Linked DNA regions of Drosophila melanogaster: region 1 is linked to region 2. Evidence: chromatin contacts called from public Hi-C data. All regions are on one chromosome and are shown on one strand. The core of a region is the stretch at or near the end of the contact, and the rest is flanking DNA. Distances in the headings are between cores, read along the strand shown. Region 1 has its middle 36 kb from the start of AOX4. Region 2 holds the start of CG31296.

Region 1 (3,109 bases), core at 521-3,020, 58 kb after region 2:
GCTGACACATTTAAATATAAACACGAGACTTTCGGCCGCATCCAATTTCGCTGCATAGAACGACCTTGCAACGCGTCGAAACTGTTGCCACGCATCCGCCAGTTGACACTGCAAGGGCATAAAATTAGATGGCCTGGGAAATCAAGTGGCAGGCAACAGGCGCGACGCACACAGACATAAACACACTTGATGACGCCACGCGAAAGGAACACACGAACACATGTGCAACTGGAGCCTGCGTCGGAAAGGCATGAGATTTTACGCGCTTACACTCAGAGAAATCAGGTTGAAAATTTATAAAATGAACGCCGCATCGTTTAATCTCACTTCACAAGTGAATTGTATAAAAAAACATCTAAGAAATATCCAGCATTTGTTATGCATTTGATTTCCTCAGTGGTTGCTTGATTTTTTGGGTATAGTGTTGCACTCTCTCATTACGAAGTGACAACAGGCAACGACTTGTGATTAGTAGCGTGTCCTGGGGGAGTCCTAAGAACCATGAAAACAAACAGCACAGCTGCCGGGACACACACGGATTTGCCTTCATGTCCGGAGAACCGTAGAGCACATGGGCTGAGATTAAGTTGTTCGATTGCGGAGAAATCAAAGCAGCGGAACTAAAGCTTGGCCAGCATCCTTTTGTCGGGGCTGTGACCAGGCCATTGATAAAAATGTTGTAATAAAAGGACCCAAGGCGAACGGAAGACATGGCTACCTGGCCAGGACAAAGCCAGCTCCCTGTCCATGGCGAATCGCTGGCAGGATGTGAGGTCCTGCCCTCGGCAGATGCGGTGGCACATTTTGCATTGTGGCTGACAAAGGAAAATCAGCCAGGACGAAATGAAATACAAGTTCTCTCGTGATGTTCAAGCTCAATCGCTTTACAATCTGTAAGCTTGCGCTGCTGCCTTCCGATTAAGCCATTCAATTTCTTACCAAATCCAGCTGACGCCTTGAACCCTTTGGGCCCAAATCGATTGGCCATTCAAGTCGCACCATAAAACCAAATTATTCGCAATTCCACCGCAATTCTGCAATTGACGTCTTGCGGCCGCGAGCGGCAACAAGAATGATTATGGCTAAATCAACAGAGGACCAGTTCCACACATGAAACGGTAGCCCAAGCCACTGACAACTTCATCATAAGACAAACGCCCCACAAAACGAGCATTTCGGGGCACAGGGATCCTCGCCAGACGCTGCCTAATTGCCAACCGCGTAATCAAAAGGCAATGCAAGACTTTCCATACGAAATGCTCTTACAAGGGGTATAGCGAAAAGGAAATGAGCCATATCCAAAAATAGAAGTCTTACAAGATAATTGCTAATCTAAAAGTATAAATAGATTAACTGAAATATTACCATTCCGAAATATAATATTTTAAGAATATACAATATTCATTGCATTTTTAAATTCGTTACGATAGGAAATCATAAATGAACATAAAGGTCACTTATTTGATCCTCCAAATATTTCGTAATATTTTTCACTTTAATAGAGCATCCGAATTCCATATATTGTAGATCTCTTCGCGGTCTACCTTGTTATTTGTCTTTTGCAGTTAACTGGTCCTCGCTCATCCGCATGAACATCAGTGGCCCTGGGCCAATTTCGTGGTAAAATTCATTTGTTAACAATTTCGTTTCATTTCGTTTTGTTTTCGGTTTCGTTGCGTTTGGATTTGGGACTGGTTATGGGCTGGCCTGGGCTGGAGTGGAATGGTACGGTATGGTATGGTGGGGGAATGGGTTCGTTCTTATATGGTGGCTGTTGGTTGTTGGCGCGGCGCCTAATTACAGGGTGCCTGTGGTTCGGTTCCCGGGGTGCCGTGTTCGTGTGTCCTGGCTGCTGCATGTAAAACTCGCCGAATTAAGACATCAACTTTAATGAGCAACACTAACGCAGTAATTGCAGGCCGTTGTGGGCGTGGTCGGTACAGTTTTGCTGGCTGCTTTGGTTTCCCCCTGTGACGATCGTGTTTTCATTCTTTCTTCGGAGTCCCTGTCTTTTTTTGGGTTTAAAGTTCCGGCAGGTGGGCCATCGGTCGGTGGACTACCTTCACTTTTTTCGGTGGCTCCTAATTTTGGGTAGAACCCGATCTGCACCGGAGCAGCTGCCCTGAAGAAGTAGCGCACCAGAAAACGCCTCTCATTTTTCAACTCTGATCAGCGAAGGTTGCCATCTAATTAAGTAAATTGTCCGTTTTACATATGTTTCCTGGTGCCACTAATTTTTATGACTTTTTAATCGAAAACAATAAAAATAATGTTGGCCAAGAGCGCTGTATATTTGGTATGCTACAGCCGCATTTATGATAACTTTACGCTTGGCTAAATCGAATTTAATTTTTAGTCATTCATTCCTTTGTTAGTGGCGATAGTAGGTGAAGGTATTTTAGGGAAAGCCATCTGGCAGGAGCAGGTGAAGGGTTCTTCGAGGGAGGTCTTAATCAAGAGCCACAAAGGACTCAATAAAGGACATGCAAATAAGGTGGAGCAGATAAGAATATAAAGAATCAGGAATTTTACGCATGCAAGCGATGGATTATAATTTAATTCAGTACAATAATGTTTAAAGTAATTCCGCAGTTATTTGTTAAGCACCCGCCATATTAATAGAATCATTCCCATTCCAATACACTCACTCATATATCTCAATCGAGTCGTTAATCAATTCTCTTGCATCGAAATGCGAAACAAAAACATTCCAAATTCAATTGCAAATTATGCATTTATTATTAACAATTGTTGTCTGATTGCCCGTCGAACAGGGAGCCTCGGAGCCCATGGACCACCGACCCACCACCCAGTCATTACCATCAATTTCCAGCCCCAAGGGCAGTGGACAAGTTCGGGTTTTGGCACATGGGTCATTTGTGTGCATTTGTTTTCAGGGTGTCCCCGGCAGGATCCTGCTGGCCAGGACATTGCTTATCCTGCCCGGCAGCCGTTGATTTTTCCCAGCTTCCTCCGCAGCTCGCAATACACTCAAAATGTGATCTGATCAAATTAAATAATAAACTAAACATTATTTATGGAAATATTTGTAAGCGAAATTTTTTAAAAATATAAGTTTTTAGGCTATAAATCTGTTTGAACTATCATC
Region 2 (3,526 bases), core at 383-2,882:
TCTGAACCTCGTACACCCTCCGGATAAACCGGGACCGTTTTATGGCCATGTCCGTGTCTGCTGGCTGCACTCGTGGCCTTCAGACGCTCATAAACAAGCGACACAAGTTGAACACTGCCAGCGGAGCGTCCGCATTCGCCATGGCTGGAGGAGTGAGAACTGGATTGCGACTGGGATTCGTCGGATGGAGCGAGCGGGGAGATCTAATGTGCTGGGCGTGGCTTTGCATTTATTCGTGTGTAAAATTTTAATTGAAATATATATTTAAGCAGGGAAGAGGCGACAGCGACAGCGACGAATGTCATTTGTATCTGTATCTGTCCCTGGCCTTGTATCTGCATCTCACAGATGCGGACGCTGATGCGGATGCGCGTGTGCCTCGCTAATGTTTTCATTTGCATGCGAAGGACATCAGCCCGGAAGCGTGTTTATATGCAAATGTGTCCTGTGATTATCGAGGCTGCTTTGAAATGTCTGCTCCTGCTGATGCTGATGCTGCTGTTGCTCCTCCTCTTTTATGACCACGTCTGGGTGTTAACTATTTGTTTTTGTGCGCTGATTTTGTTTGGGTATCCAGGGGCGTGTACTTATGTCTGGCCATCGGCACTCAAAAAAAACTCGAGAAACAAAAACTAATTTCTGCTGCGCGAATTTAAAAGTTTACTTAAAGCTTGGTCTATATGGCTGGCACATAAGCTTGTCGACCGATGGATAAATCGAGGGGTAACTGGAATACCCTTGCATTTAGCATTGGCTTATTGTTTTCGTAGTTTTCACCAACAGCACAAAGTGCTGAGTATGTGGGATCCAAGCGCTTGCAAGCAGCTCCTGGTCTCATAGACATCCGGTAGATGGGTCGCTCCACGAAGAGATCGGTGCTGAAGGCGCACAAGAAGACGAAGTTGTGGACGGAGTGCACGGTGAATCTCATAGCCGAACAGCCCACATGGGTGTTCCGATCTGCCATCAGTAGTAGGGCTTTTGCTATTCCACTGAAGATGCAATGATTAGCTGTTTGAACTATTAATTGGCTTATTAATATATATCTCACCTTTTCCCCAAAGTTGTCGGCATATAGACACCCATTTTAATGTTGACATAATCCGCATATCTGGTCCAATGCTGTATTATCCGCAACATGAGTTCTAGGTCCTCGTAGTCGTTCAAGTTACCCAAATAGTGGGTGGAACCTATATTGGTACCCACGTAATAGAACTCCTGTGAGTTCAGGCAAAACTTGTGCGTGGAGCACGTGATGACCGCCAGTCGGGCTAAGTCCTCCAGTTCCATTGAGTAACTCAATCGGGACATTCGTGCCGCCGCTGCCTTGAGATACTTTTGCTTCCCGCTCGCCGTATAATTGCGAAACTCATTGAAGGCAATTAGTAATAAATTCCTGTAGGTCGACATGGAAAGAGTTCTGGCATTCGGTGGACACATGACGCTGAATTTCTGAGCAAATACACAATTTCACGGATGTAGTTTCTTCAGATTGTACTCCACTCACCGATGGGTTATTACAGGCTAGGTTATTTGTACCGCAGTAAGGCAGCTGGCAAAAATCAACCAACTTGCTGCATCCAAAGGGAATGAAATTGAGCAGTGCTACGAATATGAACCCACTTAGTTCCATTTTCTAGTGAAGTCTGGAGGTTTTGCTAGGGGAAATTCGCCTATTTATTGCCTAGACAAAGTATGTATATTTAACTGTAATAACAGTTTCTTCTAGGAACATAAAAAGCTGCGGCTAATGTTTATAAACATATGATTTCTTGGGAAGTGAGAGAGCTTATATGTATAGCGCTACCTGGTTTAACTGTAGCAACCATACCTCGTTTGATATTATTAATTATAACTGGTATGCTATATCCCGAAACCACAGGGATCTTAAACTCCCCCAATTAAAGCTGCCACATTCATTATAAGTGTGTCAATTGAACAATGTCGTCAGGGATGTGCTCATTAAGGGCACAGCAGTTGGCGATATTTGAAAAATCCATTAGGTCCTTCTGCCACGACCGCAAGGCAACTGCTGCCCCCGCCTTCCTTTTCCGCGTCCACCCCGCCCTCGACCTTTTGGCCAGATCACACTTAACGCTTCGTGTGGCATAAAATTTCTATACAACAATTTATGTTAAAATTAATGAAGACCTCTTGGCGGGGTGTGTCCGCGTGTTGAGGTGTTAAGCATTAAGCAAGAGCCCGGAAAATGTAAATTCCGAATGCCTGGAGCTCTGGACAGGGGCTTCTGTTGACCCAGGCCGACGGCTGGCTGGCAATGAATGTCATTTGGATTAAGCGTTGGATAAGTTTTTAATTTATTGTGCAGACAACACAATGTCGGCTAGTCTAGAGTCGGCGGATCCGCCAGGTTAAGTGGGGGTGTAAGTGCAGGTTATCTTGGCGTGCTTATCGGAGCGTTCCCATCGTGGCCACGTGCCATGTCCCACGGTCAGGGATACGAGTCCACATTCTTCTTCTCCACCTAGTTCAGCTTGAACTGGCTGGGCTCGGTGCCCGAGTGGAGGACCAGGTGCTCGGGGGTCATCGGGGCGGTGAGGGTCACCCAAGACTTGGGCACGCCGGCGTCATCGCGAGCTGATTGCAGGGCCTGCTGCAGGGCAAAGGCGACTGCGATGGACAAACAGATGGCTGGCTCTCCGGTGGCTAAGGATAAAGAAGTCCCAGTTAGCTGGATTCACAACCATGCTGTAGATAGATACTCACCCTTGGATCTCATGAAGCCCGCCTTGTTGGGACTCTTGGGGAGCAGCTCGATGCGCAGATCAGTGGGTATGTCCTTAGCTCCTGGTGGCTTATACGTCCAGGTACGATTCGTGAGACACTCGCCCGTCTTCGGATCCGCAATCACTTGCTCGCTGGTCCAGTAGCCCAAGCCCATCATGAATGCACCCTCGATCTGGCCAATATCCACATTGGGATTCAGACTCTCACCAGTGTCCTCCAGGATGTCCACTCGGCCCACAATGTAGTTACCGGTGAGGACATCCAACTCCACCTCGGTGAGGCAGAGACCGCATACGGAGTACGGATCCATGTCGCCCTGCTTGCACTGATCGCTGGCGATCAGATTGATCTTGCGGTTGTAGGCCTCCTGGATGAGGTCCTGCCAATTCTCGGGCTTCACCTCCTCGCGCACGGGCTTCAATCGTTCATTTAGAGTCTCGCACGCCTTGCGGACTGCAAAGCAGAGGGTTTCACTGCCCACAGCCCCTCCAGTGACCATGGAGTTGGCTCCGTTGATGGTATCGCTGGCCTCGATGCGTACCTGTTCCATCGGAATGCCTAGGGTGTGGGCCGCCACCTGCGAGATCTTGGTGTTCATGCCTAGCAAAGAGATACAAAAGTTTAAGACCAGCTTCTTTACCCAAGGACCATCACTCACCTTGACCCATTTCAATGCCTCCATGGGAAACCACCACGGTGCCATCGCTGTGGTAGATAGCCACCGTAGCGGGGTATTGTCCGAAGTAACCGATCTGGTACTCCATGATACACAAACCCA

What was found. Hi-C and Micro-C count contacts between places; a contact is called where the count stands out from the background.
Region 1: a contact with region 2 is called in a Hi-C map of the Kc167 cell line, with 1.8 times the contacts expected there. The contact joins the enhancer-like site here to the promoter of CG31296 in region 2. A contact is called at or near these places in 14 of 107 Hi-C or Micro-C datasets (the Clone 8 cell line, the Kc167 cell line, the ML-DmBG3-c2 cell line and 6 more) and 2 of 6 datasets of contacts at active chromatin or transcription factors (the Kc167 cell line and the S2 cell line).

Annotation. Positions count from the first base shown.
Region 1 is chr3R:15,587,366-15,590,474 of dm6, forward strand. No RefSeq gene overlaps it. Among named protein-coding and RNA genes, the nearest start is that of AOX4, 36 kb to the left of the region's middle. Within about 2 kb of position 1,771, at least 17 of the 39 cell types and tissues checked have an H3K27ac peak or open chromatin away from gene starts, as enhancers often do. A contact at or near this core is called in cellular blastoderm embryo, embryo, larval brain and 2 more, where this site is marked.
Region 2 is chr3R:15,529,841-15,533,366 of dm6, forward strand. It overlaps CG31296, which reads right to left and starts at 1,633. Exons shown (of 3, transcript NM_001275679.1): 1 at 1,508-1,633; 2 at 1,052-1,452; 3 at 232-992. The coding sequence starts at 1,633. The coding sequence ends at 677. AOX1 (Aldehyde oxidase 1) reads right to left here. Exons shown (of 6, transcript NM_142218.2): 4 at 3,407-3,526; 5 at 2,728-3,348; 6 at 2,297-2,667. The coding sequence ends at 2,486.